Regions from separate parts of the Danio rerio genome. Here region 1 is linked to region 2. A link is a contact called in public HiChIP or PLAC-seq data. All regions are on one chromosome and are shown on one strand. The core of a region is the stretch at or near the end of the contact, and the rest is flanking DNA. Distances in the headings are between cores, read along the strand shown.

Evidence for each region. HiChIP or PLAC-seq counts read pairs in DNA pulled down with a chosen protein or histone mark.
Region 1: an H3K4me3 HiChIP or PLAC-seq map of embryo shows a contact between it and region 2, with 13 times the contacts expected there. The contact joins the promoter of znf503 here to the enhancer-like site in region 2. A contact is called at or near these places in 4 of 18 Hi-C or Micro-C datasets (caudal fin, embryo, fibroblasts and 1 more) and 2 of 4 datasets of contacts at active chromatin or transcription factors (caudal fin and embryo).

The regions. Positions count from the first base shown.
Region 1 is chr13:19,451,904-19,455,033 of GRCz12tu, forward strand. znf503 (zinc finger protein 503) reads left to right here and starts at 1,854. Exons shown (of 2, transcript NM_198840.3): 1 at 1,854-2,352; 2 at 2,745-3,130. The coding sequence starts at 2,098.
Region 2 is chr13:18,809,683-18,812,979 of GRCz12tu, forward strand. All of the region lies in intron 18 of kcnma1a (potassium large conductance calcium-activated channel, subfamily M, alpha member 1a), which reads left to right. Among named protein-coding and RNA genes, the nearest start is that of kcnma1a, 310 kb to the left of the region's middle. Within about 2 kb of position 1,334, at least 7 of the 62 cell types and tissues checked have an H3K27ac peak or open chromatin away from gene starts, as enhancers often do.

The DNA of each region.
Region 1 (3,130 bases), core at 604-3,103, 640 kb after region 2:
TGAGCGCCTCCATCCAGTGAGAGATGAAAGGCAAAGCGCATTGAAAAGCTGCCCGATTGCCCCGGAGCCTCAATACTGATTAGCCGTCTCAGCGGTGAATAGTTCAAGGCATTTTAAACTTCTTTTCTCAAAGGTCTGACAGACCATTTCTCTTTCTTTTATGTCTTTTGGTATCGTCAAATAAAATTAATAATTTTATTGTGTGTAAATAAAATGTACTTGACATGAATGGGGAAACTGTCTGGACTATTTCTTTAATAATTAGTATTGTATTCTCGACTCTGTTTGACATTACAAGTGAGTAGAAGTTTTGTTGTTTTTCCGCTCGAGGCAATGTGATACCAGTGAAGTTCACAACTCCAAAACATGTATAGAGTCCGGAAAAACCTGAAACTGCATGTGAGACGAGGAAAATATTACTGGAAGTAGCTATTATCTACACCTGTCTGAAACCTCTGCGTATTAAAAAAAAAAAAGAATTTCTGCTCATGCAGACGGAAAAATCAACAAATAGCCTATATTTACTTGTTTTAAATTCAGGAGGAAATAAGTTTTATAAACTTTGATAACAACAATGAACTTTATGTAGGGTAATTTACAGTATGAAAGTCAATGGTAAATTTAATCATTTACACTTACAGCAAAATGTTTAAATTCATTTAATGTCTTTATTTTTATTTAATAGTCTACCTTTTGCTTAGCCTATATACAAATTGCTATATCATGAAATTGTCCTCAAAAAGTTAGGCTATTGAAAATTCACAAAAAAGCCTACTATTATAAAAATAACTTGTTTACTCAACTGTGGCTATTCCTAAATAAACTGTAATATAAATGACCAGTGTTGCTTTTCTGTCTATATAAATGAGCAGTGTTGCTTTTCTGTCTGCCTCGATTTAAAATAGCCTAAACACGGGCAATGGCATCTTGTCTTACCGCAGGTTTAAAACAGAAACCTTTCCAAACCTTTCCTTCAAATTAAGTGACTCTTCTTCTGGATGCTTCTTTTGCCCTTTTCTCTGTCACTCGCGGCACATAATCAGCTTCAAAAGCTGACGTGAAGTAAGAAAAGGATTGACAGCGACTGACAAATAACTGATTGATTGCGGTCGAGCAGAATTGACAGTTGACGGAGGGGTGGGGATAGAAATAGAAGGGCGGTGTATATTATATTGAAAACATGTGACATTCACATCCCTCTATCACTGCATTGGTCTGCTCTTGTCAACGCTTGTCTGATTGGGGAATTCAAACACTAAAGGTTGATCTTGTGTTTATGGTTTGAAGTTTCAGCCCTACTCCAGTGAGAGTTAAAAAAAGGACTACGCATGAAACATTGGAAAGTACCTTTTCATATAATAAATCGGCATTAAATTAAAAGGTTAGACACATTTAAATTGTAGTAATAAAGGCATGTATGTAAAAATAGACAAATTAAAATCTCCTTAACTGTTGTGTTTCTTTGTTGTTGTTTTTTGCTGGTGATGGTAATGGTCATCAGAAAATATACTTATTAGTAATCACAAACTTAAACAACAACAACAAAAGAAAAAAAACATCAAGACAGGCATATACACTAAAGCTATTCTTCTCTATTAATTATAAAAATATAACAGATACAAGGTAATGTGTTAAAAAAATGAAAACCGAGCAGTTTACATTACATTTCGGACAAATGTGGCGGCGTGTACGACAACCTACATATTGCGCAAAATCTCCTCCCCCAAGTTGTCAAAATAGAGGCGCTTGCAGAAGGAGGAACGTCACATCCCCTTGACCCTCCAATCACCTCGGGGTCCCATTTGATTGGAAGGCGGCAAGGGCTTTAATCTCGGACTAATTCAGCTGCTTTTGAAGTGAAAATTTCTACCAGTGCTTGGTTTGGGAGGACAAGCGCGCGGACCTACGGGAAGAGACAGAGCGCGCGCTATGCCTGTGGTGTCACACGCGGCTCGGGATCTGCGATAGCCTCGCGCTCTGCTTCAGACGGATTATACTCTTTATCTTTATTTCTGCTATTTGAAAGAAGATTACGGCATAGTTTTTATTTATGAATCTGATAAATGAAATACCAACAAAATACATGAGAATTGGGTCATGATCACATCGCCCTCTGCTTCAAGAAATAGTGATACTGATCTAGTCTGGGAAAGCAGCAGCAGCAGCTCTCGGAATAACAGCTCCGCGGTCGCCAGCAAGCCTTTTCTCCATTCCGTCCCTCCTTCGGACCCTTTACGGCAAGCTAATCGACTACCCATAAAGATTTTGAAAATGCTTACTGCACGCACAGGACACATTTTACATCCTGAATATCTTCAGCCATTGCCATCCACCCCGGTCAGTCCAATTGAGGTAAGAATGTTTTTAAGCTGTTAATGTATTTTAGCCTATTACAAGTTCGCATTCTTCTTTTTTTTCGGAGATATGACGGGACATTACGGGAATCTTGGAATAGATGTAGGTGGGTAGAAAGCATGAAATTAATACAATTCTTTAGTTAACATTAACGTATTCCATTTTCTCTTTAATTAAGCTAACATTGCGAATGCGCTTTTGGATTAGGGTGTTTACCATTTCAGCGCGTTTTGCGCGATGCGCATTATCAAACATAAAACGTTCAAATAAAGCGGCGAGTCTTTTTAGTGAAGTTTATGTTGTGTATTTTGTAAACTGCGTTGTAAGGATTTCGCGTGCACACGTTTGAATGTCTCTAAATCCTTTTATTGTTTTATCTATTCTCGCAGCTCGATGCCAAGAAAAGTCCTCTGGCTCTTCTTGCGCAAACATGCTCCCAGATCGGTAAACCGGACCCTCCACCCTCCTCCAAACTGTCCTCAGTAACGTCAAATGGATCTAGCGAAAAAGAGTCAAAATCTGGTCCTTTAAAACTGAGCGACATCGGCGTGGAAGACAAATCCAGCTTCAAGCCGTACTCGAAGCCAGCGGATAAGAAGGACTCGTCTTCTGGGGTGTCGAGCGGAGAGAAGTCTGGTTTCCGTGTGCCTAGCGCCACCTGCCAGCCGTTCACTCCCAGGACTGGCAGCCCGAATTCCAGCACTTCTGCTTCCCCGATGCCGTCAGATGGCAAAGGAGAGAGAGATGAAAAGAAAGATTCTGATTGTAATAAAAA
Region 2 (3,297 bases), core at 84-2,583:
CTTCCCACTTTCTTCTGTCTCTGTTCATGATTGCTCAACCAGTTTACGTGCCTGTAAGTTCGATCGCCAAATCACATGCCGTTCGATGTCCGTGAACTGTGAGTGTGTCTGTGCAGTGTTTCATGTGCTGTGTTTTACGTCTGTTTCGTTCCTCCATTTTTTCTGTACCTGTGGCTTATTGGTTGGTACACTAGTACATTTTTGTTTGGTGAGTTGGTGGTAGTTGAAGTGACGTGGCTTCTCTGTGTTAGCGCTGCAGTAGGTGCAGTAAGACTGTGTTGGCGCATGCTGTGTTGGTGGAGCACTTGTGCGGTGCCGGTGACCTTCTGCAGTCACTGTTTTGGTGTTTACACTTTTACATGGCAGATGTACATGTGACCTATATGATGTGCTTTTTAATCAAAACATCCATGGGCTGAATGTGTACATTGAAACTAATGATGTTTGCACAATGTGTTCAGTGTTTAACGGTTAAGGAAAATGCTAATGAATGGCTAACTTTTTTTTCCCCCAGGTTCGAACACCGGGTATCCACACTCTTTGAATTTGTAATGTGTTCATTAAATATGGGCTGTCTCAAAATAATCTCACAGTAATTCGGAACTTTAAAATTTAATGTTTAGTAATTTGTTTGAATTTGTACAATCTCATTTGTACACCCCTATTGACGATTATGTTTAGGGGCAGGGTTACGGGCACAAATTTGTTTGAAAAATGATGCATTTTTAGGACAAATGACATTGTACGAATGCAGTAGTTACATTTTTCTGTAAGATCAGGCTGTCTGTCACATTAAAAACAAGCAAATGTCACTCAAATGTCCATCTCACTGGTCAAGATCCTTTTTGACTGTATTTGTTCATCAAAATTGAAAGGATATCAGTAAGTGAAAAGCAGTCATAACTGTATGAGCCTGTAATTTACTAAAATGATGCTTAATTTGCATGCCAGATGCTAGATTTTGATTGAAAGGGATCTTTAGTGAGATTTTTCTGTACTTTTCTGTTTATAAAGAGTAAGTATATACTGGCAATGTCTGTTGTGCTATTCTTGGACAATCATGTTTTACAACCGCAAGCCATTAATGCCTCCACCATTTCCACCGGCTGAAATAAAACCTCTTCCTTTAGTCCACGTTTAGGTGCAATTGAAAAAACACATCAAACTCTCCCCCTTTCCACAGGATCTGATCCTCCTCGATGATTTTCTCTTAGCCAGCAATCAGGGGAGAAAAAGTCAATGTGCTTTATTTAATGCCTTGTATACCACAGTGGGACTGTCAGGCTCAATGGGAAAGTTAAAAAGAGATCTCCTGACAGGAACTCAATTGAGATGGCAGTGACTCAGGCTATTGGATGAGGTCAGATGACTGAAGCAGTTAGTTGTGTAAAGGACAGCGCCGAACAGGGGTCTTCTCATTAAGCCGTAGCAGATGTGAAATACTAAAGCGTCTGTCAATTAGGAATGGCAGCGGTGCGACCTACTATAAAAGCAGGGGTCAGTTCAGGCGATCGCATTTCCTCTACAACTGCCTTCCGACTGTTCGCCACATCACTTTAGATTAGCATCAGACACTATGATGAGGTTGACTTTGTGTCTTGTGTTTTGGTTTGTGGTCATATCCCTGGAAACCAGTTACTGGTCATTACATAGTTACTGATCTCTTCACGTAGTGTCAGCCTTCATTTGTTTTCATTGCTGCTGTTTTTTTCTGCCTAGACTAAGTGCGTGTTGACTAAGACTGACAGCTAATGCCAGCTGCGGCTTTGTTTTGATTCTCGCATTGGTTCTGCCTCAGATCTAGCATTACATCTCTATGATGAGGAATTCACAGCGTTTCTTCATCTGACTTATGATTGTCAGTAATGATTTTTCTTCTAAATTCTCTGAACATGTCGTCACTTTGTTAGTCCTATTCTATTCTAGCACAATTGATCTGCAGTCGATCCACATAGGTTGTTTTCAATCAAGTGGTCCTGGTGCCACGCAAAATTCAAATCGAGGGCAAAAGATAAAAAACTAAAAGGGAGACAGAGAGGAAAGACTGTATTTTTGCGATTTATACAATATTTCAAAGGAGATAGAAATAGAAAATAATCACATTTGTTGGGCATGATCCTTATATCATGAAGAGGGCCAAGTTTTCTATTGATCTAAAATATATTTGCCTGTCATCGAGGCGATAGATACTGTATAAGCTATTACTTTACATGAAAAAACAAATACTATTGTGTTTGGAAGCATACTATGCACTTTCAGAAATAAAGGTACGCGAGCTGTCACTGCGGTGGTACCTTTTCAAAAGGTACACATTTGTACTTAAAGGGTCCATATTGGTACCTCAAACTTGTAAATTAGTGCCTAAAAAATTAAGAGGAACATTTTTTTTACTTTTAAAGTAACAATATGTACCCTTGAGGTATTAATATGGACCTTTTAGGTACAAATCAGTACCTTTTGAAAAGGTACCTTTATTATTGAGAGTGTAGATAACTACTTGAATTAAACTGTTATGATAATTACGTATATTGTTGCTGTAGTACTACACAACTGTAATAAACACATTATTCAAAAGGCTTCAGTTGTTATATACCATCACGATGCACTTCACTTTACACTAAGTAAACGTTGCAGTATTTATTGCAGTTTATCAGCTTACTATACTACCGTATTCTGTTACATTCAATAACAAAAAGGTTGTACACATTATACACTTTACTATGTGTTTCAAAAACTTGTTTATTATAAATTACTATAGATTTTTCCTCATGCAGATGTCTTCCAGACATCACAAAATAACAGATGAAAGCACACAAAAGCATGGACGCATAGTCTACATTATTATTTACTTATTTATTTTTGTAAGGGAGAAAAAGTGCTCCACAATAATACCATCTATATTTTTGATGCAAGGGTTTCAATTCTTTTTGTAATGTGTACTACATTTATTTTAATTGGCAATTCGCTTGATGTTTTTTTATTTATTTATCTTATTATAGAATACTGTTTATCAATTTATTAATTATTTAATTAATTTATACTTAACGGAAAATTCACAAAAAAAAAACAAACAAAAAAAACATTTGATTTACTCACCCTTTTTTCTGTCCTCTGTTGACCACAAATATTTTTGAAGAATATTAAAAACTGGTACCATGACTTCCATAGTGTATTTTTTTATTTATCTATGGATACCAATGAATGGATACAAGAAATTCGTAAAAGTGTGTAACCACTTGAGTGTTAGTAAATATTAATTTTATTATTTTTCTAGTGAATTAATCCTTAAATATTTTT